Regions from separate parts of the Mus musculus genome. Here region 1 is linked to region 2. A link is a contact called in public promoter capture Hi-C data. All regions are on one chromosome and are shown on one strand. Each heading gives the region's core, a stretch centred on a gene start, on an enhancer-like site or on the middle of the called end of the contact. The rest is flanking DNA. Distances are from core to core; before and after follow the strand shown.

What was found. Capture Hi-C pulls out chosen DNA fragments and counts their contacts.
Region 1: a contact with region 2 is called in a promoter capture Hi-C map of liver. The contact joins the promoter of Mrgprf here to the promoter of Smim38 in region 2. A contact is called at or near these places in 1 of 484 Hi-C or Micro-C datasets (cerebral cortex), 2 of 115 datasets of contacts at active chromatin or transcription factors (embryonic stem cells and pancreatic cancer cells) and 2 of 9 other capture datasets (adipose tissue and liver).

Annotation. Positions count from the first base shown.
Region 1 is chr7:145,299,497-145,302,932 of GRCm38.p6, reverse strand. Mrgprf (MAS-related GPR, member F) reads right to left here and starts at 2,024. Exons shown (of 3, transcript NM_145379.2): 1 at 1,941-2,024.
Region 2 is chr7:145,206,698-145,210,280 of GRCm38.p6, reverse strand. It overlaps Smim38 (small integral membrane protein 38), which reads left to right and starts at 2,162. Exons shown (of 3, transcript NM_001369202.1): 1 at 2,162-2,255; 2 at 3,276-3,352. It also overlaps a transcript of Tpcn2 not described here. RefSeq lists an enhancer at 2,585-3,583.

The DNA.
Region 1 (3,436 bases), core at 775-3,274, 93 kb before region 2:
CCAGACCCTCCTCTCCCTGAACAGGGACGTGGGCAGCACACTGCTCCACTCCTCAGAAATTCCTTCCTCAAGAAGGGCGGATCCCCAGCCGCCACGAGCATGGCCCTTGCCTCCTCCTGGATATGTGGCCCTGGCAGCTGCGTCCACCCATTGGCTGTCCGGTCAGCGCAAGTGTCACGCCCCCTCCTTAACTCCAGGCCTCATTCGGCTGGAGGGGCGGGGGTGGGAGGATGTTGGGGACTTAAGCCACACCCCAACCCTTCATTTCTATTGGATGGTGTTCCTAGGCCCACAGACACGCTCCTAACCAGTGTACAGAGCCCATTTCCGCCCTGGCTATCTACCCCCTCCACCCGCTACCTGTTTGCTCCTTCTGGTGTACACCGACTAAGAGTGGCTCATTGTGGGACCTGCTTGGGTGTCCCGAATACGTAGGCATGAGTGATGTTTGTGCAGAGAGGTTGCAAACTGCTGGTGCTGCAAAGTATGCCCCCTCCCACCAGGCGTCATTTGTAGCTATAGAAGGAAGCAAGCCCAGGTTTTCTAGGTACCTACACCCCCAGCATCCTCTACTGATGCCACTCTTTCTGATACTTGCTACTCCCAGCTTTCCCCCTCAGTGATGTCCTGACTCAGGGGACCTTTCATGCCACCAGGCTGAACCTCCAACTAGACACATGCCCCGTGGGACAGATGAATATGCTCCCAGGTCAACTCTATGACTGGTTTGGTCTCTATCCACGGTCCCTGTCCTACTCCAGATTATTTGCAAAGTTATTCACTCACACAGAGAGATCCAGAAGCCAAGTGGACCCCAGATGGGCCATATTAAAGATGTGTGTGTGTGTGTGTGTGTGTGTGTGTGTGTGTGTGTGTGTGTGTGTGTGTGTGAGAGAGAGAGAGACGTGTATGAGGATGTGTGTATGGGGATGTGTGTGCTCTGGGCAGGATCTGAGCCATGACAGAACCCACTTCACTAAAGCCCATGGAAAAGGCTCCCATGTCTGCACCCCTGGCTCCTCCCCTCCAAACCGATAGTGGGCCACCTGTTTACCTTCTTAGATTGACAGTTGGACAGACCAGCCCTAAGGGAGCTGTCTTGGTCATTTCACTTCTACTACACCATACCCCAGTCTCTCTCCTCATGCCTTAGCTATGACCCGGCCTGGGCATTGGCCAGTCTGCTGCTGTCCGGGATACACAGAAAGCCTGTGTTTCTGCCTAAGACTCAAGCCTTTGCTCACAACTTGACAGAAGACTTTCTCTGAGGGGGAACAGAACTCTCTGGCAAACAGCTTCATGTGAAGCCAACACCAGCACCAGACCTGGCTGGAGGGGAAGAAGCTGAGACTATCAGTTGTCTGACCTTGTGTTGCTAGTCCCCAAATGCCCCCAACAGAGTTGCCCACTGCTGTCCTCATGGCCAGCGGCATCCCTGAGCAATGAGAACCAGAACTCTGCACTTGGACCATCGCCCACTGGGTGTTCCCTTCAAACTCTTCCAGAAACCCGGCTTGGATGTAAGGTTGAAGGAAGGATAGGGAGCCCCCACCCTCAGGAGGACAAGATGGGGGCTGGAATTGGAGGATGTCTTGGGGCTAGAGGTAGAGGTAGGGTGTCATCTGAGTAGGGGATCAGGAGATGCAACACAAGAGGGGGACTCTTAAAGCCTCCTATATCCCTGGGATACTCAGACCTGTGGGAAGAGTGGAACAGGTCTTCTAGATGGGAACAGCTTCACTCTAGGGTTTCATGGCTCTGTGCTCAGAGAGGTGGGACTTCTGCAAGCTGCCTGTCATGGCAGTGGCCATTTCCCTGCCTTGAGGCTGCCAATCTCAATTGCTTGCCCTGTCCAGCCTTCACCCTACAGCCCCTGATCCTGATCCTGAAGCCCCTGTCCCTGGTCTCCCTCCCCTAGTCCCTGGGTCCCAGAGTGCTACCTGTGGCTGTCCTGATCCTCCGAGTTCCCTTCGTAGAGATCTTCTCCTGGGACTCCGAGTTTGCTGACCCACGGGCAGCAGGCTAGCCAAGTACTGCCTGGAGCCTCGGAAAATTCAGGCTCAGGGTGGAGGGAGGACGAGCCCTCACCCGCCTTGCCTGTTGGAGATGGCTTTGGAAACAGAACCCGCCCCAAACCCAATTCCAGGCCAGGCAGAAGGGGGAGGGGAGAGTTAGAGGAGGAGAAAAAAGAGGAGGAGGAGGAGGAGGAGGAGGAGGAGGAGGAGGAGGAGGAGGAGGAGGAGGAGGAGCTGAACAGTGATGAGGCTTGGGGAAGGAATGCCCAGTTCAGGAGCCTTTTCCCCCATCCCCACTGGGAACTCATCTCTCTGCCTGATGACGTCACGTTGGCCTGAGCACTGGGGCGGGAGTCCAGATGTTAGTATCTAGTATCCTGCAGCTCCAGAGGGCTGCCCCAGTAGAGGGAGCTCCGGGTTGTCACTTGCTTGATGCCTTCAGCCTGTTTCCAGTGGGCATTTCAGGGCAGGTGGTGATCGTGGGGAGGTTATAGGGAATGTTCTCTCCATTATTTGAACTGACTGAGGGACTGGCACAGAGAAGCCAAGAAGCAGCAGGTGAGGGAACTCTATGGAGAGTGGGGGAGAAGTGTCAGAGAGAAGGCCACATGACCCAGATGGCACCAACCCACCCCCCTTGCCACCCCAGAACCTTCCTGGGGGACCCCTGGGGCCTGTGGAACCAGGAATTCCCTTCTCTCTAGCTCTAATAACAATCAGATGTCACAAATGGAAAATCACAGCCCTTGCTCACTTGGGCTGAGCAGGGAAGTTGGCGAGCAACCATGCCTGGTGCGTGTGCTCCTCAGTGAAGATGAGTCACCCTCCCCCACGAGAAGGGGTCTTGGAAAAAGTTAGTGGCCAGGGCATGGAGCCCAAGCCTGGGTGGGTATGGAGGGAGCAGAGGGTTGGCGATGAGGGTGGGGTGCTGAGGCCTTTTTCTGCCCTGGGCCAACTTTCTCATGACCCAAGAAGCCTGAGGGAATGCCACACTTTCCTATGGGAGTGAACAGTGCCCAGATTGGGGGAGGTGTGCCTTGTGGGCATCTTACAGGGAGCCCAGAAATAGATCTCTTCTTGCACCTGCGCTGGAGCCTCCTCCTTCTGCCCATGAAGAAACCTCTCTGTCCCTTGCACCAAACTAACCTGAGATCAGGGAGCCTTGGATGGTTGCCTGTTTGAGGCCAGCTGGCTTCCTGGGACTTGGAGGCGGGGCGGGGTGTGGGGATAGGGATTTTTCTGAGATTCTAGAGGCTGAGAGAGGTTAGGCAGGCAGCAGGGAAGGATGGTGACCCTGCCTCCTCCACCAGAGCAGGCAGCTGTGTCCCAGCTGGGCCACTTGTTTACACTGGGAGGCGGGGGGGGGGGGGGGAGGCCTAAGCCCAGCACTGGCCAAGTATAATTGCGCTTGGACACTTAAA
Region 2 (3,583 bases), core at 913-3,412:
TAGAGCGGAATGAACAATATAGAGAGAAATTTAAGACTTGGCAACACAGGTTAGAGGAAACACTAGAACTAAAGGCACAGAAATTTATAGGTCATGATAAGCAACAGAGAGAGGAAAATAAAGTTTGAAGACAGGAGCTGGAGAAGATGCTAGAATAAAGGATTCAAGAGCTCACAGGTCAGACTGAGAGCCAGGGAGAAAATAATGAGGATTGGAAGCAAGGCTTGGAGGAGAATCTTTTAAAATCAATCAATCAATCAATCAATCAATCAATCAATCAATCAAAATAAAATAAATATCACAATATCAGAATTACAATATAGAAAAAAATTAAAATGTGGAAGCAGAACCTTGAAGAGAGGATACAGGAACTCATGGAATAGGATAAAAGACAAAAGAAGAGATAGCCACGATAGAACAAACCACATGGCCAAAAACCCCCACAAATAACAAGAAGTCTTATAACTAGGGAATAAGTTAGTATAGTGTTAGATCTGCTCAATCTAGTCTTAAAACATATAAGTTGCATAGTTTTTATATGGGCTTATTGGGGTTGGAAGTTCCAGCAACAACAGGTTGGGAAGATGGCTCAGCCATGAAATGCTTTGGCTGCTCTCTCAGAGGACCCAGATTCCAGTCCCAACACCCACATGATGGCTCACAACTGTCTATGACTCCAGTTTCAGGGGAATTAATGTCCTCTTGGGTACTGTGGGCACTGCACACACATAGTGCACAGACATACATGCAGGCAAAAACACCCATAAATATAGTTTAAAACAAATGTTGAGAAGAAATGCCAGTAACAGTAGTTACTGACACTGGCTGGGAAGGCCTACTCTTAGCCCAGCTCAAGGCAGCACAGTTTGGCAGAATCAGGTCTAATGCAATGTGGGTTTCCTTTAACCTGCCCTGGAGGCCTCGGACCACATGAAACCAGGGGACATGTGAGAGTCATGATATAGACATGGGAGACTTCAGAGGCTGTAGGGGCCAGGATATAAAGGAAGTGAGCACTGGGCTGGGGAGACAGTTTGGTTGATTGGTTGGTTGGTAAAGAGCTGGCAACACAAGAGTAAGGACTCAAGTTTTATCCTTAGAACCTGTGCAAAAAAGCCAAGTATAGTGACACACTCTTATGATCCCAGCTCTGGGGACATGGAGTCAGAAAGATCACAAGCTCACTGCCACAGTTGGCAGGAGCTGGAACCCCCTCTGCTTTTCACACCAGCCTTCCACTGGCCTCACTAGTGACTGGACTTATACCTGGCAAATATCAGGGAACAGTGAGCAAGGACCTGTCCCTGTCACTTCAATGCTTGAACATGTAGGTGTAGGAAGTCACTGTGGATTCTTCAAGCCTTGAAGATAGCCAGAGTCCCCTGATCTGTTCTCTGTGACAAGGGACAAGAGCCTTCATGACTGAACTCTGAATACCATAGCAAACACTACTTATCTCTGGGTCTTTCATGTTGCTTTGAGCTGTGTCCAATAGCAGGTGATTCTGGATGTGGTGGTCCAAGAGGTCGGTGAGAAATCTAGGAAACAGGAAGGTGGGGATGGAGGAAGCCATAAAAAGAGGGTTGACTTTTGGCCTTCTCCACCCAATTTGGGGATGTCTGGTGGCTGTGTACCCTTGAGTTAGTCCAGGGGACCAAGAGCCCATCTATTGTATGGTCAAGGTTTGGTAAAAATTTGCCCAGGGGACAGTTCCTGTGGTCCCAATACCGAGGCTGGCGAGACCCTAGTGGACCAGGAAGAGCACAGACCATGCTCATCATCAGTTGTGGGTGACTCAGAGAGTCCCTTTTACCACAGTGGAGAGCACCCTGGTGTCCTCCAGGCAGAGAAGCTGTGTCTTTACTGTCTCCATCTGTGTCTTGCTTCTTCCTATGCTTTCTCCATCCTCCCTGACTTCATCCTCCAGCATCCCACTGACCTCCTCTGCTAGGAGCAGCTAGGAGGGCCAACACTTGCTTCCCTGAAGGACACACGGCAGACTTTATGCTTGCTGACTCCCAGAGGCATATGAGCAGGAAGGGTCAGGCCTCCTTGACCCCAGAGTCTCCTGTGTCTTGATGCCATGTGACCTGGGACAATATTGACTTTCCCTATCTGATGGTGTGCTTGATAAACACAGAGCTTTGTTCAAGGCCACCTTGGCTCCACCAGTAATAGGCCCGAGCTGGTGGCCATGCTCAAGTCAGACAGCTTCGGCTTCCAAGAAAGCCTCACCCGGAGATGTGGCCTCTCAGGTGAGTGAAATGCTGGCTAAGGTAAGCCCTTGGCTTCTTCCCTTCCCAAGAGCATGGTGGCATCCATTGGGGGACTCTCACCCCAGATTCACTTGGGTTCCTTTGGTAAGTGAGCAAAGCCTTCTGTCTGAGACATTCCAGAAACCCCTGAGGAGGAAATGTTTGGTGTAATTTCTGGTTAGGCCTGGCTCCTAATTTCTAGATCCTCACTTACATTTGGAGCGTTAGAAAAGCAAACCCAGGAATGTTTCAAGAATGTTGTCCTGAGTGCTGGACTGGGTGGCCTGGCACTGCAGAGTGGGAGACAACCTCGGTCAGTCCCAGGGATGTACCAACTGCAGCGTGAGAGGCGGAGGGTGGACACAGGGAACTTACATACCTCTGGCACACTTGGCGTTAGTGTTGTGGAATCCTCAAATTGGCACCATTCTCAAAATCTCCACTTCCCATTCTATGATGTGCTGCCTGCCAGTCCTTTGTGTTTGTCGTTATTTGAAATCTTCTAGAAAGGCTATACAGGGTGAATACTCTTAATGCCATGAAGGAAAGAGTTCAGAAATAGAGAGAGGCGACCAGTGATAGGCTACAATTCTCCACGTGGAAGGCCCCCTTGCATGTCTCATGGCTTGTTGGACTGCTTCCGGGTGAGACAACTTGGGCTGAAAGTCCAGGAAGGACCCTGTGGCCAAGTATTCTTACTTCTCCCAGTGCCCCTGGCTGCAGGTGAGGTCCTGCTTAGTGGGACACAGGGTTGGCATTAGAAGTAGGGGAGAGCAAGCCAGTTTTTTCTTCATCTAAGGAGACCTCAGCTGTGAGGGGCCAGACTGGGGACAGGGTCCGGGCCAGAGTAGCTCACACAGGGGGACAGAGTCCTCACATGCGTGTGGTCACACGTGTATGTATGAGCACATGTAACTGGCAGACAGATGCTGTTTTTCTGGAAAATTCTGGAGGTGTGTCCTCAGAGCGGCTGCTCTAAGGGTGCTGGGCCTATTTAAGTATTCTCTCTTTGTCTTTCAGAGCAGGGGGCTCTGACCTCATTTCCCAGAGAGGAACCTGAGGTCTAAGGAAGTGAGCATCTTCCTCACCGACACTCAGTGAGTCCCAGGCTAATCAGCCAACAGCCCTGCGTGGGAAGCTGGAAGTGGGTTATAGGGGTTCCTTCCCATAAACCTCCTATGGAGCTGGGGTAGGTGGTGCTCAGCCCATCTCTAGAGGTTGCCCTCCCGGGGTTGTGAGAGGGAGATTAAACCCACTCCTCCAGGTTCCAGACCCTTTCTGGGGCGGTCTGTGTTGACTACCCCCATGCTACTACAGGCTGGGGCAGC